Linked DNA regions of Macaca mulatta: region 2 is linked to region 1. Evidence: chromatin contacts called from public Hi-C data. All regions are on one chromosome and are shown on one strand. The core of a region is the stretch at or near the end of the contact, and the rest is flanking DNA. Distances in the headings are between cores, read along the strand shown.

Region 1 (7,209 bases), core at 2,383-4,882:
CATGCCTGTAACCTTAGCACTTCAGGAGGCTGAGGTGGGCGGATCACCTGAAGTCAGGAGTTCAAGACCAGCCAGACCAACATGGTGAAACCCCATCTCTACTAAAACTGCAAAATTAGCCAGGCATGGTGGCGCATGTCTGTAATCCCAGCTTCTTGGGAGGCTGAGGCAGGAGAATCGCTTGAACCCAGGAGGCAGAGGATGCAGTGAGCTGAGATCGTGCCATTGCACTCCCGCCTGGGCAATAAGAGTGCAACTCCATCTCAAAAGAAAAAAAGAAAAAGAAAAAGTCTTTCTCTCCACTCCCTGGGAGCAAACACTGCCAATAATGTTATTAACAATTATAAATTATGTTTATAATTATGATTGGCATTATAACCTTTTTTTTTTTAGACAGAGTGTGGCTCTGTCACCTAGCCAGGAGGTGCAGTGTCACGGTCTTGGCTCACTGTAACCTCCGCCTCCTAGGTTCAAGCGATTCTTGCGCCTCAGCTTCCTGAGGAACTAGGACTACAGGTACGCCAGCACGCGCAGCTAATTTTTTTTTTTTTTTTTTGAGGCGGAGTCTCACTCTCTCACCCAGATTGGAGTGCAACGGCACGATGTTGGCTCACTGCAACCTCTGCCTCTCGGGTTCAAGGGATTCTCCCGCATCAGCCTCCCGAGTAGCTGGGATTATAGGCACCTGCCATCATGCCCTGCTAATTTTTGTATTTTTAGTAGAGACGGGTTTTCACCACATTGGCCAGGCTGTTCTCAAACTCCTGACCTCAGGTGATCCGCCCACCTCAGCCTCCCAAAGTGTTAGGATTACAGGCGTGAGCCACCGCGCCCGGCGCTAATTTTTTGTATTTTTAGTAGAGACAGAGTTTCACCATGTTGGTCAGGCTGGTCTTCAACTCCTAACCTCAGCCCACCTCGGTCTCCCAAAGTGCTGGGATTATAGGCTTGAGGCACCGCACCTGGCCAAGCATTATAACTTTAAATGTATACCTCTATTTTTTGATATATCAACTTCAGACATTTATCTTTTGAGTCCCAAGTATGGAAGATAAGGAGCATACTTACCATTCATTAATCTCCCCTCACCATCATCCCATTTTAAAAATATTATTTTCCTACTGTCAATGTTAACAACTTGCATTCTGTAATCCTTCCATGCTTTGTCTTTGGAGGATTCTAAAGTTTATAAACAGACAGTATTGAGAATATTATGATTATGTATATATTTTACTGGAGAACTAAGCATGGAGGGACCCATAAAAAGGGAAATATTCCATACAGATGTGCCAATCTAATAGGCCGAAAAACAAAGTGGGCCAAAGAATCAAACAAGCATCTAATAACATTCACTGAGCATTTACTATGCAGCAGGCACACGTTAAGCACTCTACATACATTGCCTTATTTAATCCTCAAAACTACCATTTAAGGAAGAATGATTATGAGCACAACTTTGGAAAGAGAAACTAAGGCTAAGGTTACATGCCTGGCAAGTGCCTGTATCAGCTAGTATGGAGCAAGGCAGAGATTTGAATCCAGGCATGACTCCAGGGCCTGAACTCTTCACCACTAAACTGCTTGCTCATACTAGTCTTTCACTTTCTTTTTCCTAACAATGTCTAATCAATGCCCTGAATAGCAGAGGGAGTATGTTATTCACAGAGATTAAAATAATTCTGTCTAGGCCGGTGCTAGACCAGGTGCTCATGCCTGTAATCCCAGCTCTTTGGGAGGCTGAGGTGGGTAGATCACCTGAGGTCGGGAGTTCGAGATCAACATGGAGAAGCCTTGTCTCTACTAAAAATACAAAATTAGCCAGGCGTCGTGGCTCATGCCTGTAATCCCAGTACTTAAGAGGTTGAGGCAGGAGAATTGCTTGAACCCGGGCGGCGGGGGTTGCAGTGAGCCGAGATTGCGCCATTACACTCCAGCCTAGGCAACAAGAGTGAAGAAGTTCCGTCTCAAAGTCTCAAAAAAAAAAAAAAAAAAAAAAAATTCTGTCTAGATAATGAACTTGTTTTCAGATAGATGTTCTCTTCCAAATCTTTTAAAACTATCACAATGACACTGTGTACAGCCTTTCTACTCACCAAATCTGGGAAGCATTAACGATTATGCTTTATGGCTGGATTTCACAATACAGTATACAGAAATAAAGTATAGGTCTCGGAGTGACTTTTCCTGTTCACACATTAAAAATCACGAATAGAACACTGAAAGCAGTAGTCTGATATACGAAAATTATTTAAAACTCAGGAATTTAACACAATAAACGAAAATTCCTTGAGGATACAGTTATCTCTTTGTTCTATCCTTAATCATGTTTTTCAATTGGGGATAAATTAAAAGGGCTATTGAATTATCCAACATGATGATGTTTCTTGCTACATTATATACACTATGCAGTAATACACTGAGCAGTTTCATTCCCAGTTATCTTTATTTCTAAAATTTACAGATGAAGAGAACATCATTTACAGACCAATTCGCTCCTTATGATTCCAAGCACAGATGATTATATTACTGTGCAAGGCACGGAGCCACTAAACTCATTCAAAAATAAAACTACCACGGACCAGATATAAATCAAGCTCTACTGACACTCAATTCTCTATGGCAGGAGGTCAAGTGTCTGGCTTATAATCATAACCTAAACCTTGACACCATTTCAACGCAACAAAATACATTCCTATTCCGAGTAACTGATAGTTTCTTTCCACTACAGGTGTTCTTCAGTAAACTAGTACACAGAACCTCATCTACAACTCAGAACCGGCATTTAAATTACTGGAGCATTCAAACAGATGTGGGTAAAAAGGGGATGCCAATTTCAAGACCAGCTCTAGAATCGAGAGTCACTCATTCTATCAGTTTCCCAAAGATGTCTTGAACTCTGTAGATATTTGTAAATTGGCACTTCTAATTTTTGTTATCCGTTTGTTAACGCATCTGACACTCTAAGCTGTGAGCTTCAGTATGGAAGAGGGGTAACATTCATCTTTGTATCTCCTAGGACTAGCAGTGTCTGGTACACAGCAGGCTCGAATGCCCGTGTGGAATAAACCACAGGAAGTCCACGCTGCAAACAAAGGAAAACGGATAGGAGGCATTTTAATTGAGACGTTAAGAAATCAATTACCCTTTAGAAACAGGCCTTGTGCCTCGCCAGCACAGAGTGCAATAAGTGAAGGGGCCTCAGGAAGCCGGAGTAATGCATTACAGCCCTACCTTCCTTAACTCTCCATTGGGTCTAGACAGTGTGGCCTCTCGCCCTGCAGAGAGCCAGGCCTTCAGGCCCCCGATCCCTGCGTCCAGACGCGTGTGCAAATACCACAGAGCTCAATTCAGCCTCAGCCGTTCTCCCTTCCCAGCTCCGGCTCAGCTCCGGCCCCAGACTAAACTCGGGCCGCGTCTGCTCGCTCCAGGCCGTACTATGACAGGGCAATTCAGGTGGACCACAGGCGAACCTGGTTCACTCACCTACTTGGTAGAGCCGACCCTCGGGTGAAAAAATAGTAATGTGGCGGTCAAAACCGGCGCTGGAACCACGGGACATCTTGGTAGAAGCACTACTTCAAACACAATCCCTGTGTCCCGTAGCTCCCGCACCAGGCGTACAAGCACCTCCCGGAAGTTGCAGCGACTGCTTCCGGGGTATCAGCCGCATTTCTTCCGCTCTTGCACGCCAAACTCATGGCTCTGGAGCCAGTTCAAGTGCTGAGCTCTGAGGCCCCGCCCCCAACGGGGGTGGTGGATGGAGGGCGGGGTGACTTCCAAGGTGTGCGCCTGCGCCAAGCCGGCCTCTTGAGTGGATTGAAGAGGTGAAACTTGGGTCGTGGCAGTTTCAGGCTTTCATCTGGAGAATGAATTGACAATAGCAAGGACGAAAAGCCTTCCTGGGGGCCCAGAATAGTGATTTGGCTATCAATGTGACCTAAATAGTCCGTGTAATTAACAAGTCTCTTACATGCATCATGTGTCTGATCAGACTGCTGGCTTGCCTTCTTCCTAACCTCTTTTACCCTCCACTTTGGTTCCTATTACGGGGGAAACAGGTTGCAGCTGCAGTAGCTGCAGCAGCTGCAGCTGTTAAATTTAGGCACTGAAGGAAGCGGGTTCAAGTAGCCGCTGGAAAGAACATTATTTTCTGACAGCCAGGCAAGATCTTTGGCCAGCAGCCCCGACAATTTTTAGTCTTTTTTTTTTTTTTTTCGAGACGGAATTTCGCCCTTGTTGCCCAGGCTGGAGTGCAATGGCGCGATCTTGTCTCACTGCAACCCCCCCATCCCGGGTTCAACCGATTCTCCTGTACCAGCCTCCCGAGTAGCTGAGATTACAGGCGTGCGCCACCACGCCCGGCTAATTTTGTATTTTTAGTAGAGGCAGGGTTTCACCATGTTGGTCAGGCAGCTCTCGAACTGCTGAGCCCAAGTGATCCACCTGCCTCGGCCTCCCAAAGTGCTGGGATTACAGGCGTGAGCCACCATGCCCAGCCAACTTTTAGTCTTGAAAGTGGAACTCCAGCCTGGTCAACATAGGAAGGCCCCGTCTCTAAAGAATAAAATAAAATTAGCTGGGCGTGGTGGCGCACGCCAGTAGTCCCAGCTACTCGGGGGGCTAAGGTGGGAGGATGGCTTGAGCTCAGGAGATCCAGGCTGCAGTGAGCTATGATCACGCCACTGCAATCCAGCCTGGGCGACAGAGGAAGATCTATCTCAAAAAAAAAAAAAAAAAGAAAGAAAGAAAAGAAAGTGGAACTGAGGTTGAAATACGGGTAATGGGGAATGAGGTTAAGCACCCTTGATTAATACTGAACTAGAGCTGAAGAGATGGGGCTTATGGCAGCTAGTGTCGCATGGATTAATGAGAGTAATTCCAAGCTGGTGAGGTAGCTCCCAGAGAACAGCAGGTGGCTTTTCAAATCGCAAATTTGTGCCTCTTTTGACTTTCCCCAAGGCACACTCCTATTTAATGAATATAAAATGCAAAACATAATGTTAGAATAGTTGTTTTTCTCCCCAGATACAGATGGTTTGTATACAAAGAAGGCAAGATACACTAATGTTTGTGGCACTGTAATGCCTGCTGTAATACTGAAGTAGGGATTCTTACCTCTTTAATGTATTTCCTGAACTCACTTTCTATTTTAAAGGAAAAATGTTCTAAGACCCTCAGAAGGGAATTCCAGTTTCTCAAGAGTGTTTTTAAAAATTAATTTCAATTTTATTAATCTAAAAAATCCAAAACTGAAACATGGTTAAGAAAACGGTAAATGCATACAGCATATCTGGCACAAAGGGTACTTTCCAGCACTGGCTAGTTCCCAAGTGGACTGATCAAAGTTTTCCCTTGCTTCTGGTTCAGGTCCCTACTCTCAGGACCAACTCCTCTTGACCTTTTGAAGACTTTTGTCTTCTCAGACTCTGAAAGAGCCTGGTATACTGTAATTCCTACTGTTTACCTGCATAGTCATAGTTAGAGTTCTTGGTAAGGCTGCTATGAGGATGAACTTAGTCCCACAGCCTCCACAGCTAGCTCTATGCTGGTGTCTCCCAAATTTAGGTGTCTAGCTGGACCCTTCTCTGGAGCTGAATCTTCTCTAATTACCAATGGGATATTTTTCACATCAAGACATATGGCACCTCAAAATCGCACATGTTTAAAAGAGAACTCCTTATCTCCTCTACTCCCTCTCAAGTCAATTCCCGCCCCTTGTACCACATTTTCCAAGTCTTCAGAGCCAAAACTTTGCAGTAGTATTAATTCCCTTATACTTCCCCCCTCTGTCTTCATTTGTTCCTGCTCTGTTATTCTGGCTTTTTTTTTTTTTTTTTGAAATGGGGTATTGCTTTGTCACCCAGACAAGTACAGTGGCATGATCACTGCAGCCTTGAACACCTACCTGTGCTCAAGTGATCCGCTGGCCTCAGCCTCCCAAGTAGTTGGGACTGCAGCTGCACACCAACACTCCTGGCTAGTTTAAAAAAAATTTTTTGGAGACTAGGTTTCACTGTATTGTCCAGGCCAGCCTCAAACTCCAGGCCTAGAGGGATCCTTTGGCCTTAGCCTCCTGAGTATCTTTTTTCTTTCTGTTATATAATTCATAAATTTAGGCTGAGTATGGTGGCTCACACCTGTAATCCCAGCACTTTGGGAGGCTGAGGTGGGTGGATCATTTGAGGTCAGGAGTTAAAGACTGCTCTCGCCAACATGGTGAAACCCCATCTCTACTAAAAATACAAAAATTAGCCATGGATTAACGGTGTGCACCTGTAATCCCAGCTACTCAGGAGAGGTTGAGGCAGGAGAATTGCTTGAGCCTGGAGGTGGGGCTTGCAGTGAGCTGAGATCGTGCCACTGCACTCCAGTCTGGGCAATAGAGTGAGACCCTGTCTCAAAAAAAAAAAAATCATAAATGTATTCACTGTTTATTGTCCCTCATTCCCACCTCCAATTTAACCTCTGCGATGGCAAGGGTTTTTATTTTGTTCACTGATACAGCTCAGGCAACTTCAACAATAACCAGCATATATTAAGTGCTCAATAAATATTAGTTGAATGAATGAATCCCTTATGGCGTGGGAGTTAGGAGTTCATCCTTTTTTATTTGCATCTGAATTTAAATTCCATTTGTGACAGTTACTAGTTGGTATCAAACTCCTACGTTTAAGCCAGGAGTGTCCAATCTTTTGGCTTCCCTGGGCCACATTGGAAGAATAATTGTCTTGAGCCACACATAAACTACACTAACACTAATGATAACTGATGGGCTAAAAAAAAATTGCAAAAAAATCTCATCATGTTTTAAGAATGTTTACAAATTTGTGTTGGGCCACACTGAAAGACATCCTGGGCCACATGCGGCCCGCAGGTCATGGGTTGGACAAGCTTGGCTTAAGCAATCCTCCTGCCTTGGCCTCCCAAAGTGCTGGGATTACAGGTGTGAGCCAGCATGTCTGGGCTGTGATGGGATATTTCAAATCACACATATCACACACCCTGCAGTCTATGAGAATTATTTCACACATTCAAACAAATCTTCATCCCCTCTTGTGATACTTAAGCTGGGCACAGGATTTTGGATGGTGTATATATTTTCATACTCGTAAGGACGCTTCCTGGAAGGAATCAACTTCATTTTCAACACAAACATAAATTGAAAGCTAGGATTAAAAATCAGGCTCCTTGAGGGTGGTGGCCACATCT
Region 2 (7,209 bases), core at 2,401-4,900, 110 kb before region 1:
GCTTGTTCCATGCAGGAGGAGTGCCTGAAGTGCCTGCAGCCAAACCAGGCCCTGGTGATGCTCCTTTTCCCAAGGGGGTGCTCCTGGAGCATCACCAGCCATCCTGTCATTTCCTATGGCTGCGTCCTGGGCCAAAATACAAGCAGCTTTGAGATGTAACTTATTATTTTGCCTTATGCATTAAAAAGGCCAAATAACATTAAAAATGAGTTATCTAAAGTTTTTTGTTTTGTTTCGTTTTGTTTTTTGAGACAGAGTCTCGCCCTGTCACCCAGGCTGGAGTGCAATGGTGCAATCTCGGCTCACTGCAACCTCTGCCTCCTGGGTTCAAGTGATTCTCCTGCCTCAGCCTCCTAAGCAGCTGGGATTACAGATGCGCACCACCCCGCCCGGCTAATTTTTTGTATCTTTAGTAGAGATGGGGTTTCACCATGTTGGCCAGGCTGGTCTCGAACTCCTGACCTGATGATCCACCCACCTCGGCCTCCCAAAGTGCTGAGATTACAGGTGTGAGCCACCGCGAACAGCCTACAGTTTTAACATTTTTTTTTTAATGGTTATGGTTAGCTAGAATGTTTGACAATGAGGAGAAAAATCTGAGTGCTGAAGGGTCCATAAAGGTCTTTTTTTTTTTTTTTTTTTTTTTTTTTTTGAGACAGGGTCTCAGTCTGTTGCTCAAGCTGGAGTGCAGTGCTGCCATCATGGCCCACTACAAACTCTACCTCCCAGGCTCAAGCGATTCTCCCACTTCTGCCTCTGGAGTAGCCGGGACTACTGACTCCTGCCACCACACTCTGCTAATTGTATTTTTTGTAGAGACAGTGTTTCGCTTTGTTGCCCAGGCTGATCTCCAACTCCTGGGTGGCAAGCAATCCTCCCGCCTCGGCAACCCAAAGTGCTAAAATTACAGGAGTGAGCCACAACTCCCGGCCCATAAAGGTCTTTCTAAATCAAAACCAGACCCTTTTGTTGTCTTCTGCCCAGTCTGCTCATGGTTTTAATTTCCAAGTGTATATTCTTTTTCACCCACGTTGTAATGTTTGTTGACTTAAACCATATAGATGATGGGGAAAAAAACCTGTTGGATCACATTATTCAAAACTGTTTCCCAGAGCTGCAGGAAAACAAAAGGTACCTCCTTGGGAATCTCCACTGTAGGGACAAGTCATCAAGGCTCAGCACCTCCCAATTTTTTCAAAAGGCACTATGACAAATCAAGGAACGCCTGTGCCTTACTCTTACCACTAGGTGTCACACGAAACAATCAGGAATAAAGACCACCAGGTCCTGAAGGCTACCAGAAATATAAAACCACAGAAGGTGGTGCGAAACCTTATTCCTCAGATATTTTTATTTTTCATAACCATTTTTATACCGGAAGCCAAATATCTTCTTCTGATGTATCCTCTATAATTGGGACATTTAGAGTTTGATGTTTCTGTACATGTTTAAAAGAAGTGAATTTCCCCAGATGGGGGTGGGTGGACACCCACCCTTTATTTTCCCTAACAGTTGGAGTAGAAAATAGTTTTGAGTATATTCCAAATTATAGCGTAGTCAGTCTGATTTTCGCAGTGTGTTTTCAAACGTGTTAATACTAAGACTGCTTTGGCCAAATGATTCATATACTGCCAAGGGGTTCCTGGGTAAATTTCTATGCATTTCAGTTTCTTTTTAGGGAAGTAGGAACAATATCTGTCTTACAAGATTCGTTCTGAGAACCAACAATGTGGTACCTAAGGCACTGGAATTCTTTCAAAAATTTATACCCTGACATTTCCAAGAGCCATGGTCACCCTTACAAAGGAGAATTAGGCACGCATTTGTAGACACTATAACTTTTAAGCTACAAAAGACCTTAAGTAACATTCAATCTAATCTTATTATAGAAGTAAGTATACCACAAAAAAGTTAACTGACCCCTCCAACTAGTGTGCAGTTAAGACTGCACTTGAGATGCCCCCCTGTGGTCCCTGTTTCACCTTGCCTCAATCATTGTAGAATTGCATATCATAAGCCTACAGAGACAGTGGTGTCTATCCCTGGGAAGTTTTCATTGTAACATATGATCATTACTACCCTGGAGGTTCTATCTGATTTTAATTTTTTTCACTTCATACTTGGTCTCTCTCTATTGAGTCAGATTTCTTACATTCTAATATTAGGGGAAGGGTGGAGATTTGAAGAGAGGGGAAGGATTGGTTAGTACATGGCCAGTCAAGGTAAAGATGATTGCAATCATCACCAGAAATCTCTGCAGAACTACAGAGGGCTCCTGGGACTAATTCTGAAGAGCTCTGACCGAAGTGTGCTTTATTTTGCCTGTACCAATTCTACCAAGTAGATGAATTCAGTCCATGGCTTGCAGGCTTGGAGGTGGAGGTGGGATGGAGAGCATAAATTACATTTCTGCAGGTGAAACCAGAGCATAGTGAGCCAAAACCCCTTTCTACCTGGGTGGCATGAATGGGTCCAACTGCTACTATCCCCCAGGACGAGGGAGCAAGGCGGGGGGGGGGCAGGATGGGAGGATGGGGCTGCCTTGAGCCTCCTGCAGGATGACTGGCAACTACTTTCTTAGCGGTCCTTAAGGTCCAATCGCGGTTAAGGCACTAACTAAACTCATTCTTCAGCCTCCTTCTCTAAGTGCTCCTCGAATTGCTCAGTTTAGATGCCCAGAAGTAGGCTCAGGATCCATTCTCTGCGGCAGCACAATGTAGGTCAGATAGCATGAATGCAACAGCTACTTATGAACACAATAGCTACTCTGTTATTGCAAGGTATCCACAACCACCACTACAAAGATTAACACCTTGCTTTACTTGGGGGGAAAAAAAAAAATCATGGTCCTATTCAGCAGTTTCCCCATACAGGGAGAGTTTGCCCCTCCCCCACTCAACAAGGCTGTTCATCCCTAGGAAGTGATTGGAAGTGATTTGAGAGTTTTCCAAAGATTTAGGCTTTCCACTCCTCCAAAGCTTTCACAGTTCTACCTGGCAGAGGTGCGTGGGGGGTAGGGGAGGAAGGGCGCGAAGCTAAACGTCCCCGTTCTGCAATGAGCCTGATATTAGCAGAAACACAAGAGCGGCCTGCAGCCCCATAACCACAGTGCGTCCTTCCCCTTAGAAGTCTGGGGAAAGAAAATCCCTACGCCCAGCCATCATTTCCACTCTTGCGTTTTCAAAAGATCAAAAAACGGAAAGGACCGGCAGGTTGGCAAACCCCAAAGAGGGACCGCCCATCATGTCGGCGTCCTTGGGATCTCAGCAGCCGACGACCCCAATTCAAATCGATCGTGGGAAACCCCAGGGAAAGAAGGTTCACTTGCAGAGAGACAGGATTACAGGGTGCAGGCTGCAGGGAAGTACCGCGGGGAAGGGGGCCTGGTCGGAAGGACTTTCCAGCCACTTGGCACTCATCAAAAAGTTCCCTGTCCGTGACCCCAGTGGCTCATCGCAGGGAGTTTCTCCGACGAACCCCAGCTCAGGGTTTAGGCTTCTTTTTCCCCCTAGCAAAGGACGAAGCCAGTTCTCTTTTCTGGTCTGACTGGCTTGGAAATTCCCCGCGCCTGACCCCGCCCCAGAGAAATCCCCAGCCAGCGTTTATAGGGCGCCGCGGCGGCGCTGCAGAGCCCACACCAGCCCGTGCCGCCGTCCCGCCCGCCAGCGCCCTAGCGAGGAAGCAGCGCGCAGCCCGCGGCCCAGCGCACCCGCAGCAGCGCCCGCAGCTCGCCCGCGCCATGTTCCAGGCGGCCGAGCGCCCCCAGGAGTGGGCCATGGAGGGTCCCCGCGACGGGCTGAAGAAGGAACGACTGCTGGACGACCGCCACGACAGCGGCCTGGACTCCATGAAGGATGAGGAGTACGAGCAGATGGTCAAGGAGCTGCAGGAGATCCGCCTCGAGCCGCAGGAGGTGCCGCGCGGCGCGGAGCCCTGGAAGCAGCAGCTCACCGAGGACGGGGACTCGTAAGTGGCGCAGACCCGGAGCCGGGGGTCCTCGGGAGGGCCGGATGCGCGCGGCCGGGGAGTGGGAGACGCCGGGCCTGGAGCCCGACCTGGGGAACTAGCGATGCAGCCGGGCTGGCGCCGCGGCGCCCCGGGGCTCCTGCACCGCCCCGAACGCTGCAGGGCTGCAGGGCCGCGCGGGGCACCGGCCCGACTCGGAGGGGCGGCGGCTGGGCCCTGGTGGACGGCAGCGTCGCCACACGCCCCCTCCCCCCAGGCCTGTCCTCTAGGCCGGGGGCGGGGCGGCAGCTGGGACGCGAAGTCCCCGGTTGCATAAGGCGTTTCTGGCCGCTGGCGGGCGCCGAGCAGCCGGGAGGGGAAGTACAGGGCGTTCCGAGCTGGCGGGAGGGCGGGGCGGTCTGGCCGGCGCCCGCCGGGGCCGCGGGGGGAGGGGGGCGGAAAGTCCCTGGGCGCCTGCCAGGAACACTCAGCTCATAATAACCTCGCGGAAAACACCGCGGCCTCGGCCTCCAGAAACCCCGGCCTTGCGCAATCCCCCGCAGCCCGCGCCTCCCTGGGCCCCACGCGGTGCACTCACCACCCCTGGGGTTTTTCCCTCTCTTCCCCACAGGTTTCTGCACTTGGCCATCATCCATGAAGAAAAGGCACTGACCATGGAAGTGATCCGCCAGGTGAAGGGAGACCTGGCCTTCCTCAACTTCCAGAACAACCTGCAGCAGGTGCGCCGCTTGCCTGGCCCGGGCTCTCTAACTCTGGGATGGAACTGATGTAGCAAAGTCACCCCAGATCCTTTCTGAATTCAGGGCCACTGGGCATTATTCACCCTCACCTTTTACTTCACGTCAGCCCACATCCTAGAGAGTGAAGGAAATTCCACTGATTTGGTGAGGTCTTTGTGACCCACCTGGAGTCTCTGCTATTTGCCAGTCCTCCCCACCCGCCTGTCCAGGAGGAGCAGCACCCAACCAGGAGACACGGGTTCAGGGGAACTCAGGGTGTGGGTTTGGTCCCTGGCTTACTTTCTCTGGTCTCTCCTGCATTCGTAGACTCCACTCCACTTGGCTGTGATCACCAACCAGCCAGAAATTGCTGAGGCACTTCTGGGAGCTGGCTGTGATCCTGAGCTCCGAGACTTTCGAGGAAATACCCCCCTACACCTTGCCTGTGAGCAGGGCTGCTTGGCCAGCGTGGGAGTCCTGACTCAGTCCTGCACCACCCCGCACCTCCACTCCATCCTGAAGGCTACTAACTACAATGGTATGTCTGCCTCCCTGCCCTGCCCCACCCCCTCAGGTGGCAGGTGATGTGGAGAAGGGGCAGGTGGGCCAACTTAAGGAGTCGAGGCAAGAACTTAAACTGCCAGCATTTGAAAGGTTGAGAAAATACGTGTGCAAAGTGCCTGTTGGATGCCTTTATAAAGTTCCTTCAGAACCCAGACGGTGGGTTCTTAAAATTCAGAAGATATGACTATTTGTCCCATAAAAGAATAGGTGAAAGGAGTGAGGGTTGAAACAGGTGGTTATACTTTTTTCGTTTTGTTCTTCCAGGCCACACGTGTCTGCACTTAGCCTCTATCCATGGCTACCTGGGCATTGTGGAGCTTTTGGTGTCCTTGGGTGCTGATGTCAATGCTCAGGTTAGTGCTTCCTGCCTCCGATGCACTGAGTCAAGTTCCCCGTGCTCATGTTGTGAGCAGAAATTCCAAACGCAGCCATAAGCATCTCAAATTCCTTTTGGTTTCAGGAGCCCTGTAACGGCCGGACTGCCCTTCACCTCGCAGTGGACCTGCAGAATCCTGACCTGGTGTCGCTCCTGTTGAAGTGTGGGGCTGATGTCAACAGAGTTACCTACCAGGGCTATTCTCCCTACCAGCTCACCTGGGGCCGCCCAAGCACCCGGATACAGCAGCAGCTGGGCCAGCTGACACTGGAAAACCTTCAGATGCTGCCGGAGAGTGAGGATGAGGAGAGCTATGACACAGAGTCAGAGTTCACGGAGTTCACGGAGGATGAGGTGAGTCTGTGAACTCCTTGGGCTCTCTAACTAATGAGGGACCATTCCCTTCACCCTCCCGGGCCCCTAGAACTGCTCCTTATCAGAGGGGTATCTACATAATGAGTCTCTCAAATTTCTGTGCATAACCAGTATCCCAATAATGTACCTTTTTTTTTTTTTAAAATAGCTTACCCTTTTTTAAAGAAAAGCATTTTTTAAAACATTTTTAAAATGGGAGTTAAAGGCAAACTCCCTCAGCCTGTAAAGTTCATTGTATTTGGGCTATGGAGAATGGAGTCCAAGGGTTATTTCCAGTAGCGGCCTCCCCATCCCAGTGGCTTGGCAGAGCTTCGGAAGTTTAATGTGTCTTCTTTCCCCTTGTTTTCAGCTGCCCTATGACGACTGTGTGTTTGGAGGCCAGCGTCTGACATTATGAGCGCAAAGGGGCTGAAAGAACATGGACTTGTATATTTGTACAAAAAAAAGTTTTATTTTTCTAAAAAAAGAAAAAAGAAAAAAAATTTAAAGGGTGTACTTATAGCCACACTGCACACTGCCTGGCCCAAAACGTTTTATTGTAGTGGGATCAGCCCTCATTGTGTTGCTTTTGTGAACTTTTTGTAGAGGACAAGAAAGATCATTGAAATTCCAAGAAAACTTCTTTTAAACCTCACCTCTGTGGGGTTTTGGACATTAGCAAAAATTCATGGAAGGACCACATTTTATATTTATTGTGCTTCGAGTGACTGACCCCGTGGTATCCTGTGGCATGTAACAGCCAGGAGTGTTAGACCTTTCAGTGATGTGGGGTGAAAAGTTAATACCTGTCAAGGTTTGTGTTACCCTTCTGTAAATGGTGTACATAGTGTATTGTTGGTAATTATTTTGGTACTTTTATTATGTATATTTATTAAACAGATTTTTCCAAATAAGTTATCCTGATCATTTTCTTCCTGTTCTGAAGTTCCATCCTCCGGCAGAGGTGGAGGTGGAGCATTGTAGGGGAGCAGGGAACTCCCAGCAGCTTCTCACACCTGACACCCAGCCTCCAGCAAAGCTTTGCAGGCACCCTGGGCTCAGTGTGTGGGAGGGAGGCTGTTGCAAGGTTATAGGAAATACCAGTTTCAGGCTTGGGGTGGAAGTGTGCTGCTTGGCCTGTGGTTGGAGAGGTCTCCATTGTCATTCAGTCATCCCTTGATTTCAACTGTTGCTGGACCCTAACTGCCAGTTGAGGAAATTATTTTGGCC

What was found. A called contact is a pair of places that touch in the nucleus more often than the background predicts.
Region 2: a contact with region 1 is called in a Hi-C map of prefrontal cortex, with 8 times the contacts expected there. The contact joins the promoter of NFKBIA here to the promoter of PSMA6 in region 1. A contact is called at or near these places in 5 of 14 Hi-C or Micro-C datasets (blood, cortical neurons, fetal cortex germinal zone and 2 more).

The regions. Positions count from the first base shown.
Region 1 is chr7:108,405,535-108,412,743 of T2T-MMU8v2.0, reverse strand. It overlaps PSMA6 (proteasome 20S subunit alpha 6), which reads right to left and starts at 3,632. Exons shown (of 7, transcript NM_001193553.1): 1 at 3,484-3,632. The coding sequence starts at 3,559. PRORP (protein only RNase P catalytic subunit) reads right to left here. Exons shown (of 9, transcript XR_013396186.1): 8 at 5,906-6,199. LOC144330217 (a long non-coding RNA gene) reads left to right here. Exons shown (of 3, transcript XR_013396203.1): 2 at 1-84; 3 at 1,787-2,003.
Region 2 is chr7:108,519,829-108,527,037 of T2T-MMU8v2.0, reverse strand. It overlaps NFKBIA (NFKB inhibitor alpha), which reads left to right and starts at 3,650. Exons shown (of 6, transcript NM_001257750.1): 1 at 3,650-3,966; 2 at 4,577-4,685; 3 at 5,013-5,223; 4 at 5,514-5,602; 5 at 5,710-5,979; 6 at 6,350-6,877. The coding sequence starts at 3,740. The coding sequence ends at 6,397.